Regions from separate parts of the Mus musculus genome. Here region 2 is linked to region 1. Evidence: chromatin contacts called from public HiChIP or PLAC-seq data. All regions are on one chromosome and are shown on one strand. Each heading gives the region's core, a stretch centred on a gene start, on an enhancer-like site or on the middle of the called end of the contact. The rest is flanking DNA. Distances are from core to core; before and after follow the strand shown.

Region 1 (6,968 bases), core at 1,738-4,237:
AGCTGGGGCAATGCTCGCACAGGCTGGCTTGGTTTTGCTTCCCCTTTTGTGGTGGGAAAGGGAAGCCGTGAAGCAGGTGGAGACCAGTTATGGAAAATGAGCAACACTTGCCTTTTCTGAAGGTCTGCGTCATAACCTTTTTTTGAAGGTCCTGTTCTCCTGGCTCTTAACAAATCCTGTTTTATGATGAGGAAACCGAGGCCCAGAAGTGGTCCGTGATTTCTAAAGTCATGCGCAAATTCACCTGCTTCCAGGCGTGTTCTCTCTGAGCATCCCTGTCTCCTGCTAAGATCAGCGCCAAAGGCAGATGTGTCACAGGAACATCAAGCAGAGAGGCCAGGGTCGTATGTTTTAGACTTCAATCTTCATAGTTGTGTAAATCGAAAAGCATACAAATAACAATAAAATCAAAACAAACAGAAAACCCCTATAACTACTAATTTAAATTATTATTTGTTCTTACTTCTATTCCAAATTATTTATAAATTTGAACCACACAATTGGACACACAGCACTATAAAAACTCTACCCACTTAGCAGCTCATACATCACCAACCAGCTGGCATTTATTGAGCACCTCCTAGATGCCTGGCTCTGGCTAAGAACTTTCCAGATATCTCTTCATTCCCAGATCACATCCACAATTTGAGGGAGACTGACTACCATCACTCAAGACACAGGATGAGCTAGTGGGCAGCTCAACTCCAGCCCCAGATCAAATCCATACTGTTGGCTACTGTACCAATGTGCCTTTGTGACACTCCCCCAAACCTGGACTTCAGAGTCCCTCCATGGCTACCATTGGGTAAAGGTCAGACTGGGAAACAGGTGGAGGAAGGAGGCCGAATGTCTGCACGGCAGGTGTGTCAGCTTCTTCTTCTCCCATCATTCCTCCCCCCACCCCCTGCCTCTCTCTTTGTTTACTTTTAAATGGGGAGGGGGAAAGCTGAGATAAAACATTTCATGAGTAATACTTCAAGATGCATTTGATTAAATTCTTGAAATGAGGTGTATAAGAGATTAGAAAAACGTGCCTGTGTTTCTATGTGTGTATGCATGAGCATGCATGTGTGCCTGTGTTTCTATGTGTGTATGCATGAGCATGCATGTGTGCCTGTGCGTGTGCATAAGCATGCATGTGTGCCTGTGTGTGTGCCTAAGCATGCATGTGTGCCTGTGTGTGTTCATAAGCATGCATGTGTATCTGTGTGTGCACAAGCGTACATGTAACCATTGAGTTTCCTGATAGTCCTGATGTGTTGTTTTATTTCTAAGTGATAACATAATTATCCTGGAGGAATGCAAGTGACAAAACTTTCAATACGCCATAGCTTATTAAGGGAACTTAAGATGGGCAGGAGGGTTGGTTCAGCAGTGCACAACACTTGTTGATCTTGCAGAGGATGAAGGTTTGATATCCAGCAACTATGTGGCAGCTCATGACCAACTATTCTTGGGCATACACAATTCTCTTCTGGCTTCTGTGGGCACTGCACACACATAGCTTATATACACACATGCAGACAAAAAACCCTCCTACACATAAAATGAAAATTCTTATAAAAAGTGCACTGATTGCAAACATTTAGAAGTAAAATTAGAGCATGTTTCTTTTGGAATTGGAGCTCAGTTTCAAACTAAACCTAAGCCAGGCACTTGTCATACGTTGGATTGCTTCTTCCTAAAACAGTTATGCTGAAAGCTTCCAGCCCCACCTGTTAAATGTTTCTGTATTTGGAAAGAGGGTTTTCATAAATATAAGCAAATTGTCTTCAAAATGGACCCTTAGGAGCTGGGGAGATGATTCAGTGAGTAAGATGTGCACTACAGACTTGAGTTCAGAACCTCAACATCCCTAGAAAAAGGAGGCCAAGGCCACAACTACCTGCAATCCTAGCAGAGATAGGAGGATTCCTGTGGCCAGAAATTCTTTCCAAAATGCTGAGTTCCTGACCCAGCAAAAGGCCCTGCCTTAAAATATAGGATGTAGAGTAAGAGAGAGAAGCACCAGATAGCAACATCTGGCCTTCACAAGCATGCACACATACATGTATACACACATACACACATACATACACTCACACACACAAATGCACACACATGCATACACGCACAGGTGGGGCTGGAAGCTTTCAGCATAACTGTTTTAGGAAGAAGCGATCCAACGTATGACAAGTGCCTGGCTTAGGTTTAGTTTGAAACTGAGCTCCAATTCCAAAAGAAACATGCTCTAATTTTACTTCTAAACGTTTGCAACACACACACATGCATACACGTACACACACGCACAAATGCACGCACATGCACAAATGCATGCACACACAAAATACACATGCACAAACATATGCACGCATATCCATACATACAACTGCACACACATATGCACACCTGTTATGTGTGCATATGACATACACATGCACACATACACGTGTACACACACATGCACACACATGCACAAATGCATGCACACACAAATACACATGCACACACATATGCACACACACAACTGCATAATACAACTCTACACATATGGACACACTCATGCACACATACACATGTACAGACATGCACACACATATACACAATACATACACATATACATGCACACACATGCACACATATACACACATGCACACACATATACATACATGTACACACACACACACACAAAAGATGGTCCCTAATCTAAATATGTGCACAGACACACAGGTAGAAGGCCACAGTACAACCCAGAGACTGGGCAATGCAGCCACTTGAGGAGGGGTGCCAAGAATTTTCAATTACCGCAACCCCAGAAGATATCAGGAGTGGTCCAATCCATGTGGCCTGGCTCATGCCAGAATGTCAGAATTTTGGGAGAACTCTCTAACCCTCCCATGAGACGTCCATGGAATTTTAATATGGCGGCCCCATGTAGCTGATTCCAGGCTTCAGGCTGTGGAGGAAGGGTGTTGATGGAGAACTGATCACACACTTGGGGAAAGAGGAAGAGAAGTAAGTAGCTGTGACACAGGAGGGGTGATGTGTTCTGGAAAAAGAGGAAGTCTTGACGCATCTACTTTTCTTGTTTTCGTTTTCTTGGAATTCAAAATACTTAGAAAAGGGCTCCTGCAAAGTGCGTGTTGCAGGCAAGAAAATTGATCCATAAATCTGTCTGGAGGTCTAAAGTTTCATCAAAGTAGGTTAGACACTTTGTAAAACAGAACCAACCACTACAAAAATCACCAAGAGGAATGTAAGTCCATGCCACCAGCGTTGGGCTTTTAAAAGAAGGAACACATTTTAGGGAGTTTCCTCTTGGAACATTTCTCTCTGATTCTAACCTGTGGGCAGGATTGTCCTCCATTCTGCTGTCTCCATGGAAACAACACTTAGAGATCTTTATGTCAGCAGTGAATGAGACCAGGAGAGCATTAGGTAATAGTGCCTGGATGGCCACAGCAAGAAATGTGCATTATTTGCATAATCTACATAAAATGCTGTAGAGGGTGCTGGGCAGGTTTTCCAGTGAAGTCCTTCTCTTGTCCCTGAGAAGAAATGGAGGGGCCTCTTCACTGGCTGATGGACAGGACAGTCATGGCACAGGGAAGGGCAGGTGGCTCTGCTGCACTATGTCCCCAGGTAATGGCTGTGCACTGAGTCTGAGCATACTCACAAGTTCAATGCCAGACCTGGCCTCTGCTTCTGTTTTAGCCTAGGGCCTGCTTTTCCTTTTGATCCAGCATCCCATTGACTGAAATGAATAGTGCCTGCCCTCTACCAGAACATGGCCACTTCTCAGAGCATTAGCATATGCCAACAAAGGCAATCTATTTTCGAGTTAGTCTTTTTTATTCTTAGGAGGAGAAACCCATACTGCTTTTAGAGAGATGGACAGGTGGAGCTACTCCCAGAGAGATAAGGAGATCTTACAAGGATGCTTTCAGAGCAAGAGGAACTGGGGAGGTATGTCTCGGTTCCCTGTTAGGTGACAAGGGCCATGCCTTCGCAGGAGACTGACCACACTGACTCTCCTCAGTTCATGGCTTCCTTCCCTCTATCCCATCTTCCACATGCCCCTGGGTAAGGATGCCTTTCTCAAGGGTGAACAAACACCTTGATGGTTTCTGGTTCCCCATGGAACTACACTAACCCTATAGTACCTCTGCCAGGCAGAGCACACATTCTCAGATTTTAAATGGCCACAGCAAGCACAGTGCCAACCTCCATCTTCTCTTCATCTTCTACCCGTCAGAAACATGTCCCTTTGGTCACCCATGCTCAGATCACCACCAGCAAGGGCTGCAACTGCCCTGTCAGGTCTGTATTCCAAATCTGTAACGTCCATACCCTGGCAAAGGTCCTTGCCACTCCAAGGTCACCAGTGTCTATGTTTCTGCCAGAATGAGGCTAGCCTCAGTGGTACATGAACCCACTCCACCCTCCAGCTTAAAACCTCTCCACTGTTTCCCCAGGGGGATTAGCACTCCTGAGATCCCAGATAACTCCATCAGGCCACTGCTTGTTCCTTAACATGAAGCTGTATTTCATGCCTTGATCATGAAATTCACTGATAGATATTTGAGCTGTTCTCAAATTTTACACTTCTCCAGCAGTGACTTTCAGGGGATATGGTTTGAGTGTGTAATGTCCCCCACAGGCTCATGTGTATGAACACTTTGTTCCAGCAGGTGCCTCTGTTGAGGAGTTTATGGAATCAGAGGGCGTTGGTTGGAAGATTTGTGTCACTGGAGATGGGGCCCGTGAGGATCATACCTACTTCTGGTGCAGGCTGAGCTCTTTTCTTCCTGGCAGCTACAGGAATGTGACTGATGGCTACAAGATCCTATTGCTATGTTCTTCCTACCTCATGGACCACATTCTCCAACCCAGTAGCCGGAATAAGCCTTCGCCCTTAAGTTGCTTGTATCAGATATTTTATGCTAGCGTATGGGGAGGTAATGGTGCAGCAATGTGTGTCTCTGCAGTGCACATATATGGAATGGCTGTGTTATGGGGGAGGCATATGGCTTGTTTTAAGAGATTATTGCTCTAGCTTTGTTTTAATTTTTTCATTTTTATTTGCATCTTTCCTAGTAGAATTAATCTCTGTAAAGGTAAGTGCCTGTTCACACATTTATTTCTTTTTTTTTAAGTGTATGTGTGTGGTTTGTACACATGTTGGGGGTGCGTTGTGGAGGTCAGAGGCAGGTGTAGGGTCTGGGACTACAGGTGGCTGTGAGCTGCCTGACATGGGTGGTAGAAACCAAAGACCAGTCCTATGCACAGGCAGCAAGTGTTCTTAGCCACTCAGCCACTTCTATGTACTCCAGTTACTATTTGTTGAAACCAGAAGTGTGAGATTCTGCGCACAGCAGGCTCCTAATTCCTCATTTTAGTTGTTGGTTTTACTTCCGTGCTTCTTACTGCAGGGCTTCCACTCACCCACTTAAGAGCCACATTGTGTCTGCAGCAGTTACTGCAAATTCCAGGGAGAGTGGCCTTAGGAAATCCTCCCACCATTCTTGTTTGACCCTACACCATAACAACAAGACTCCACTCGGGGCCTCCACAGAGCTTCACACACACACACACACACACACACACACACACACACACACATGCCAATCAAGTTTGTTAAGAGTTAAAGTTGCAAATCAGAGTACAGCGAGCCTCTGGGGGAGATGCTGTAAGGCTGGACTCTTAACACAGAGGTAGTTAGCACACACGTGTCTGTGCAATGCCTGGTATAAAACTAGTACTCAGCAGGTACTTTGCTCTTATGTATTTCCATTTAACTGCTTTGCCTGTACTGCTGGTATCATAAAACCTCATTGCTATTTTCTGGTTAGACCATTGAATACCCACCAAAAGGCCAGCACAGTGGGAAACCACTAGTTTCTGTTTCTATGGGTCCAATGCCATTTGGAGAAAGGTGGAAAAATATATATATATGGAGATAGATAGATAGATAGATAGATAGATAGATAGATAGATAGCTATATGATAGATTGATAGATGATAGGTTGATTGATAGGTAGATGATTGATAGATAATAGATAGATGATAGATTGATAGATGATGATGGTAGATGGTAGATGATAGGTAGATAGATAGATAGATAGATAGATAGATAGATAGATAGATAGATAGATAGAAGATACATGATAGATGGTAGATAGATGATAGATGACAGATAGTTACATAGATAGGTGATATAGATGTCCTTAATAAAAGAACAGTTAGCTGGTGTCTGCAGTAGCAATAATGCATTATTTAAGTAGGTAATGAAGGCTGTATAGACTTAGGTTGACACTTGGCCTCAATACCTGTAAATCAATCTCTGATGAACTACCTTGAAGTGTTCCCATGACCCTCCCACAAGGACTCACAGCTGCCAACCAATGGGATAAGGCAAAGACGGCTGGATACATAAGACTGGTAATTATATATGAGTCTCTCTCTCTCTCTCTCTCTCTCTCTCTCTCTCTCTCTCTCTCTCCTCCCCCTCCCCCTCTCCCTCTCTCTCTCCCTTTCTCTCCCCCCCCCTCTCTCTCCTGACCTTAAGGAACCTTAAGCCTTTAAGGAAGTAAGTAAGTAGGAAGAAATTCACACACTAGGCAATTTCAAACATTAAGGAATAACTAAGCATCCCCGAGTCTAGCGAGGCTTCCAGCTGACACCTTGCATACAGTAAGACCTCCCAATGAAACAAGCCCCTGATCTTTGAGGCCACAAAGACTTGAATTCTGACAACAATATATGAACTTGAAAACAGATCCATCTCCAGTCAAGCCTCAGATGAGTCCACAACCCCAGCCAATAACCTCACTACAGCCTTGTAAGACACGATGACAGAAAATTCAAACTGTCTAAATCCCAATGCAGGACGCAGAGCGGCTGCAAGGAGAGACGCTATCACTGTTTTAAGCGAAGTGTGTGGTTTTCTTGCTCCACCGCAATAGACAAATTCATCAGTGTTGCAGGAT
Region 2 (6,968 bases), core at 2,348-4,847, 180 kb before region 1:
GGGACTGCTCATGAGAAGGTTCAGCCAGGAAAGGGTTCCTGCCGTCGTGCTCAGATATCTGACTTTGATCTCTGGGTCCCACATTTTAGAAGGAAAGAATGGATCCCCACAAGTTGTCCACAGGCACACAGTGTCAGGTGGGTAGGTGCATATTCACACAGTAAATAATGCAATATTAAAAGCAATCGTGGTACATTTCACATAAATGACTTGCAAAGCGCCGTTTGCCCACCCTAGGGTCTGATCCAGATTGTATGACCTTCAGGGGAAAGACTCAACGCGGACGACGACTTTGTGTTGGAGAAAGCACTCACTGTCTGCCTGTACATGTGGAGCCCTTGGTTAGCAGTTAATGCTTCGGACCAGATCTGTGGATACTTATTATACCAGCAAACATGTGGGATCCAAAATTAAAGTTGTTGCGGTATAAGAGAGATGTCAGGGAAAAAATTGCTTTGGATTTCATTTTCTCTAAGAAAAAAGACAACACACACGCACATGCGCTTGCTCATGGAGGCCAGAAGTGCCTGTCAGGTCCCTGGAGCTGAACTTATAGGAAGTTGTGAGCAACCATGTGGGTGCCAGGAAATGAACTTAAGACCCCTGGAAGAGCAGCAATGGCTCTTAACCACTAGGCTATCTCTCCAGCCTCTTCCCTCTCCTGCTCCACTTTTCTTTTCTAAAAGATATGCCATGCCCGTGTACACCCCCAAAGCTCAAAATCACCATAAATGTCATTACATGCAGAATGTACAAAAATGTCATTTCTAAACCTACAGCATGGATTTGGGACCTTCCTCTTGGTATTGCCAGAACTCATGTGCTGCATGAAGTTCCCCGAGGCCTTTGTTTACACCCAGTCCCAGGCGCAAGCGCACACAGTCCTTAAGTCCAGTGGAGACAGGTTGGACTCAGCTAGTTCATCCCTTCCCTGTCCCGTGTATAGAAGGTGGCCTTGGATGGAGGCTCCTTCCCGTGGACTTGCTTGGGCTCTCAGTTGTCAGAGCAAAATGGCTGATGGCTGCTTTAGTTAGGGATCTGGGAATGACCGCGCAGGGCAATCTGGTGCAGATCTGGCCAGCAGCAGCAGCTACGCGGTGGTGGAAAAGACAGTGCTATCCTGTTTTCATTAAGTATATTTATAAACACACTGAACATGAAACATTTTCCCTTTCTTCACAGTGATGGATGATTATATATCTATGAAATGTTTTCATTTATTTGGCGCCAGGGTAATCAAAATCAGTTGAAACTGTCCCAGGGAAGGGAGCGAAAACAAGGCAGCCTGGGACAGCCCCGGCCGCTTCCCTCTTGCTCTCTGGGTAGGAGCTGCCTGGCAGAGAGGGTCCTTCACAGAGGAACCAGCTCTTGGGAGGGGTAATTGCTCCCAGCCCTGTTCATGGCTGCAGTCCACCAAAGCTGCAGCTAGGAAGAGCTTTCAAAGAGCTCGCCTGCCTTCTGGAAGCAGCGTGGGAGCAGCGGGGCCAGCCTGTGCGTGACTCTGTTTAGGCTGAGAGGGGACTTCGTCCCAGAAAACCTTTGTGAATGAAACGAAGCGGGCTTTCATGTCTGCCCTGGCCCGTGTTCTGGGTCAGGCGCCCTGATCTCCAACATCCTGTTTAAACTGGCGTTTTCCACTACATACAGACAAAACTATTTCTATTCTGAGCGTTTCGTGATTGCATAGAGACTAGCAATGGGGATTAGGTAGGGATGCAGGGTGGCCCTGCTGGGGAGAGACATACAGAAAGCAGACGCTCGCTCCTCTGCTTTTGATGTTTCTTTCTTCCCCCTCTTCTTTTCTTTTTCTCTTTTGGACAGCTACAGGACTTAGATCGGTGCTTTACAAGTTCAGCCTTCAGTCGAGGAGGCCACTGTTTTAGTGAGTTTATCCAGCCTAAACCACAGGATAATGTTGTTCGCTTCTGGTCCTTGCCTTTGCCTTTTGGTTCCAACATGGACCTGTTGACGGGCCAGAATTAAAACCTCAGTGCAAGAAAGAAAAACAGAATGTCCCTGGCCATCACTCATCACCTTTAAGGGAATTAAGTTGACTGTCAGGGCAGGAAAAAAACCTTCACCTTGTGGATATGTCCAAGAAACTGTTTAAGAGAATGGAGGGATTTCTCTGTGGTTTGTTACGGTAGAAATAGGCTACTAGCATGGTGAGGGATACATTCGACACTCATCTGGCTTATTTTCCTGAGAGCTTAAGTTAACTGAGTAAATAGTCCTTTTCATTTTCCAGACTTCTTAAGGAGTAGAAAGGGTCTAGAGCCAGACTGCTTGCTGTTAAAAGGCGACAAAATTGTGAGCATGTGCTTCCACCATTTTGACCTTGTGGAACGGAGCAGGCAGTAAGGGAGCATGGAAAAACCAAGTGAAGTAAATCCTTTTTATCAATAAATTAATAAACGATTTCATTTTTGGAGGGTGACCTTTGAGGCCATCTGTTTTCTTAGTTCTAAGAAAATTTTAACTGTCTCCCAGCACCCTAGATAAATTCGCGTTTCCTGGTTCCAGGCTGAGCGGTCCCTCCCTGTGGTCTCTTAAGCTCGGACAGTAGAGTTGATGAGCTCAATCTGATTTGCCCTGCACGCTGCTGGAGCACACATCACACACTTGTAAGGATGCGATTGGAATAAAAATAGTCACCTTAAGATGTGTCTGACACAAACAAGAGCGTCTTCTCGGGAGGTACCATGGGGCGTCTCTGGCCCTTGATTAGCCAATGAGGTTTCCCATTTCTTAAGTTGCCACTTTTGCCTATAAAGTCGGAAGTTGTCCAGTTTCTAAAAGTAACTAAGGTTGAAAGTGATATAAGGGCTTAAGCTATTTAAAATTGCTTCTGGGGTGCCAGCACAGCTTTAGAAAGACAAACTATATCCGTTTTTTCTCGATGCTAGGATGAAACACCTTAACCTAAAGCAGCTTGGGGAGGAAAGGGTTAATTGGCTTAGACTTCTACACCACTGTCAACTATCAAAGCAAAGCAGGCCGGGAATTCAAGGCAGGAACCTAGAAGCAGGCACCGCGGAAACAGAAGCCGTGGAGGAAAGGGGCTTATTGGCTTGGTCTGCCCACTTTCTTATACAATCCAGGACCACGTGCCCAGGGGTGGAACCACCCTTTCTGGGATTGGTCCCCTGGGATGGGCCTTCCCGCACCACTTAATAATCAAGGAAGTAGTCCAGGAACTTGCCTACAAGCCCAGCCAATCTGATGGAGGCATTTTTTTTCCAGCTGAAGTTCCCTCTTCCCAGATGGCCTTCGCTTGTGTCAAGTTGGCAAAGGCTAATCAGCACACAAATGGCTGGAAAAAAAAATCCATGTCCTATATCAGTTTTTCATAATTAAAAACTAGCTAATGTGATTTAAATATATATTAGTAGTAATTATAAAGGAATATGAGAGAAATATGCTTTGACCCAAAAAGATAGATTGAGTAATTTTCAAGATGGTGACCTTGACTTTGAACGTTTAGCTTTTCAATTAGTTGGTGTGAAACCTGGTACTTTACTAAGAGGGGAACTAATTAATTCAGTAACAGGCAGAGACCCAAGTTCCTCCCAGGGAGATAAGATGACATCACCACAGAGTCTGAGGAGGCAGTATGCAGCTATAACTTCAGATCAGCCAATCATACTGACTGAGATAGAGTGAGTACAGCCAATTGTGATCACTCATCTTCCTTCAAAAACCCTATTATGTCAGCCTCCAGAAAAAAGCCCGATGAGCCGAGAGGGGCATCCAGCCAAGTCTTACACAAATCCCTATGATACATTTAACTCTGGATAAATAGATCATTTCACTGACTTCTGTGGCAGAGAGATCCACTGAATGGTATGATGTTGGTGTCTTCCTAAGGAATGTATTTCCACCATTACAGCCAAACTGACTTGTTTAAAAGGAACTTAGTTTTTTTCTTTCTTTCTGTTTTTATAGGCATTTCAGCTAGTTTCATTCAATTTTTATCTAAAGTGGGAGCACGTTCTCAGATATTGTATATGAACGTCGAGGAAGACCCTTACTCAGAGTTTAGCTTCATCTACGTTATTAACTATCATTTCTGGCCAGCATGCTACACATTTCTTAATAGTGAGATGCTCTTATTCCTTCTTGGTCAGTGTGCAGCAGGCTCCATGGCCCTTGTTTCTGCTCATCACTTCTTCAGTGTTTGGCTTCACTCCCACACACTTCCTGCTCTCCCAAGCATCTCAGTACCTCTCATTCCTACTACAGAACATTCCAGGTCTTTATGTAGGCCCAAGACCTCACACACTTCTCCACCCAGCTATACTTAGCTGAGCCTTTACAATTTGTGAACGTCCTAGACATTTTTACCGCTACAGTGAAGGGCAACATACTGGGTAGTTTATAAACAACAGGTGCCCGTTTGACTCAGAGTTCTGGAGGCTGGGAAGTCCAAGAGAATGGTACATGCAGGTGAAGGGCTTGGGGCTAATGAAGGATGGAAATAATGGGAGGCAGAAGGGCAAGAGAAATAGATGTAGAAAAGGCCAAATATGCTTTTATGCCAGTGCACTATCGAAATAAGTATACCCTAGTCAACAACATTGGCCATTTCCCGAAGACAAAGCCCATGAGGTAATGAGGCCAACCCACATATGTAGGCCATGCCCACACACGGAGGCCACGCCCACACGGAGGCCACGCCCACGCATGGAGGTCACACTCACACATGGAGGTCAGGCCCGCTCATGAAGGCCACTGAAGTCCTCTTACTAAGTCCTCCTCCCCAGCACTGTTGGAGATTAACTTCCCAACACCTGATCTTGAGGGATTCAGTCAAACCACGTCATCCTATATAAAGTAAAAAAATGGGTCCCTTGTTCAAAACTCACGAAGAATGTCAAAATGGCGGCTGAACGGCCTTAAACCAAGGGTGAGCACGGGAGCTTGGGCAGGCTCTCAGGGTACATGCTGGAGAAGCTGGAGCGGACTATACCAGCAACCATACTCTCACATGCATCCCTCGCAGGCATGCAACATAAGACGTTCTTAGAGCACGTGGACTTTGGCTCCTTTTACTAAATCCCCTTTTAACCCAACACCAAGTTCTGAACATCCGTGTTCAGAACTCAGATCTGAGTGCTTTCTTTCCTCCCTTGATCCGAGTAAGGACACACACACCCATTTCCTGCAGTCTGAGTGACTTGTTCATTCAAAGGCCGTGCTAATTAGTTTTCTGCTTTTAAGTACACTATATAGAAAACTAAAAGTAATGAGGAAGAAAAAACTCATTACCCACAACATGGCAACAGTTAACGGCAAATGCTGTTTTACTTTGCTTTCTGCTGATGAGATAAAATGTTCTGGTCAAACGCAACTAGTGAAGGAAAGGAATTTTTGGCTTCTATCTGCAAATCACAGCCCATTGCTGATGGAAGTAAAGGCAGGAGCCAAGGCAGGAACCACAGAGGAAGGCTGCATACCAGCTTACTTCCTGTCTTGTGACAAGTTTCTTGTACAGCACAGATCCATCCACCTGGCTAACATGGTACCGCCCACAGTGGGCACAGGGGACTGGGCTCTTCCACATCAACCATCAGTCAAGACCCTCTCTTACAGACATGGACACAGGCTAGTTTGATCCCTATCGAAATGCCCTTTTCCCAGGAGACTCTAGGTTGATTAAAAACTAACCAGCACACCTACTATTCAGATTTTTCTATGCACCCTTCTAAACTGTATTTTTTTCTATACATTTTTTATGTAAGAGTTTGTATAGGCTTGTGTGTGCTTTTCAAGGCTAAAGTGGGGTCACATGATCTTTCTTTCACTTAGCAATGGCAACACAAGCCATTTGTATGTTAAGAAATATCTGTAAAGTGTTCTGTCTACATAGCAATTGACATCATAATCTCCCATGGTTGGCTAAGGATTATAGGGGTGAGTGAGAGGTGTTCAGCAGAAAACAATGACAATACAATCAGTGCTAACAGCTTTTGCTGCTGTAACTTCTACTCCACATTAATCCAAAGCAATCGATTATTCAAGCCAATGTGAAATCTGAACCCAGGTCCACGCAAAGGTAGAGGTAGCCCAGGACCTGCAGGGACCTGTGATTTACAGCTTGGTGCAGAAGAAAGGCTCCAGCGCCTGCACATCCTCCAGAGACTTGGACACTGCAGGCTTGGCAGTTGTTCTGCTGTGGAGAGAAGGGAGCCAGAAGAGTTCCTGAAAGAGAGAGTGGGGACTGAGATTTGCAGTGGTGTTGACAAGTGATGAACAGGGCAGCTCCTGAGCCAAGGAAGTGTCACCGTAGAAACAATCCTCTCACTAATGGCCAGTCTTCTGGTCGCAGTCAGTTAGTTCACACACTGGGAGGATCTAGCCAAGCTCTTCTTACTTATGAGAGACAAATGCAGAGAGAGGGGTTGGTTTCCATCTTCAGCAGCCCAGTGTTTTAAATTCCCTGGCCATATGTCTTCAAGAGAGAATTTAGGACAATTTTAGTACTATACTTCTTAGAAAACTTTTTTTTTTTTTTAACAAAAATCACTTGTATATTATTTCCTTGATGTCAAGCAGTTTACTCTTATGAGACAGCCCCCTAGTGCTTACTCACTTGGTTTGTGATAGACATTCCGAGTACAGAAGCCTCATTCTCAATGAGGATGGGAAATGTTCCTGGTACTTACATCAGATCAAAGAATCGCACAATGTGTTACAGCAGCTTACTGGGTACTCATACAGACTGAAAAATGAGCCTTCCTGGTGGTACACCAGAAGAGGTTGCATCAAATGGCCACCAACTTAGTGGCCTCTAAGAACGAAAGATTATTCTTTCAATAGTATTGGAATCCTGAAGTCCACAATCAAGGTTGTATGCAGGGCTATCTTTGTCTCTCCCTTACTCCATTGCTCCAGGTGTCCCTGGGCTGTATCACTTCAGTCTCTGCCTTCATCTTCTCAAGGCCTCCTCTGTGTCTGTATTGTCACCT

Evidence for each region. HiChIP or PLAC-seq counts read pairs in DNA pulled down with a chosen protein or histone mark.
Region 2: a contact with region 1 is called in an H3K4me3 HiChIP or PLAC-seq map of bone marrow-derived macrophages, with 6 times the contacts expected there. The contact joins two enhancer-like sites. A contact is called at or near these places in 2 of 484 Hi-C or Micro-C datasets (bone marrow-derived macrophages and nephron progenitors) and 4 of 115 datasets of contacts at active chromatin or transcription factors (the 230-238 cell line, bone marrow-derived macrophages, embryonic stem cells and 1 more).

What each region holds. Positions count from the first base shown.
Region 1 is chr16:93,028,809-93,035,776 of GRCm38.p6, forward strand. No RefSeq gene overlaps it. Among named protein-coding and RNA genes, the nearest start is that of Gm41499, 75 kb to the left of the region's middle. Within about 2 kb of position 2,988, at least 65 of the 459 cell types and tissues checked have an H3K27ac peak or open chromatin away from gene starts, as enhancers often do. A contact at or near this core is called in bone marrow-derived macrophages, where this site is marked.
Region 2 is chr16:92,844,359-92,851,326 of GRCm38.p6, forward strand. No RefSeq gene overlaps it. Among named protein-coding and RNA genes, the nearest start is that of Runx1, 22 kb to the left of the region's middle. Within about 2 kb of position 3,598, at least 14 of the 459 cell types and tissues checked have an H3K27ac peak or open chromatin away from gene starts, as enhancers often do. A contact at or near this core is called in bone marrow-derived macrophages, where this site is marked.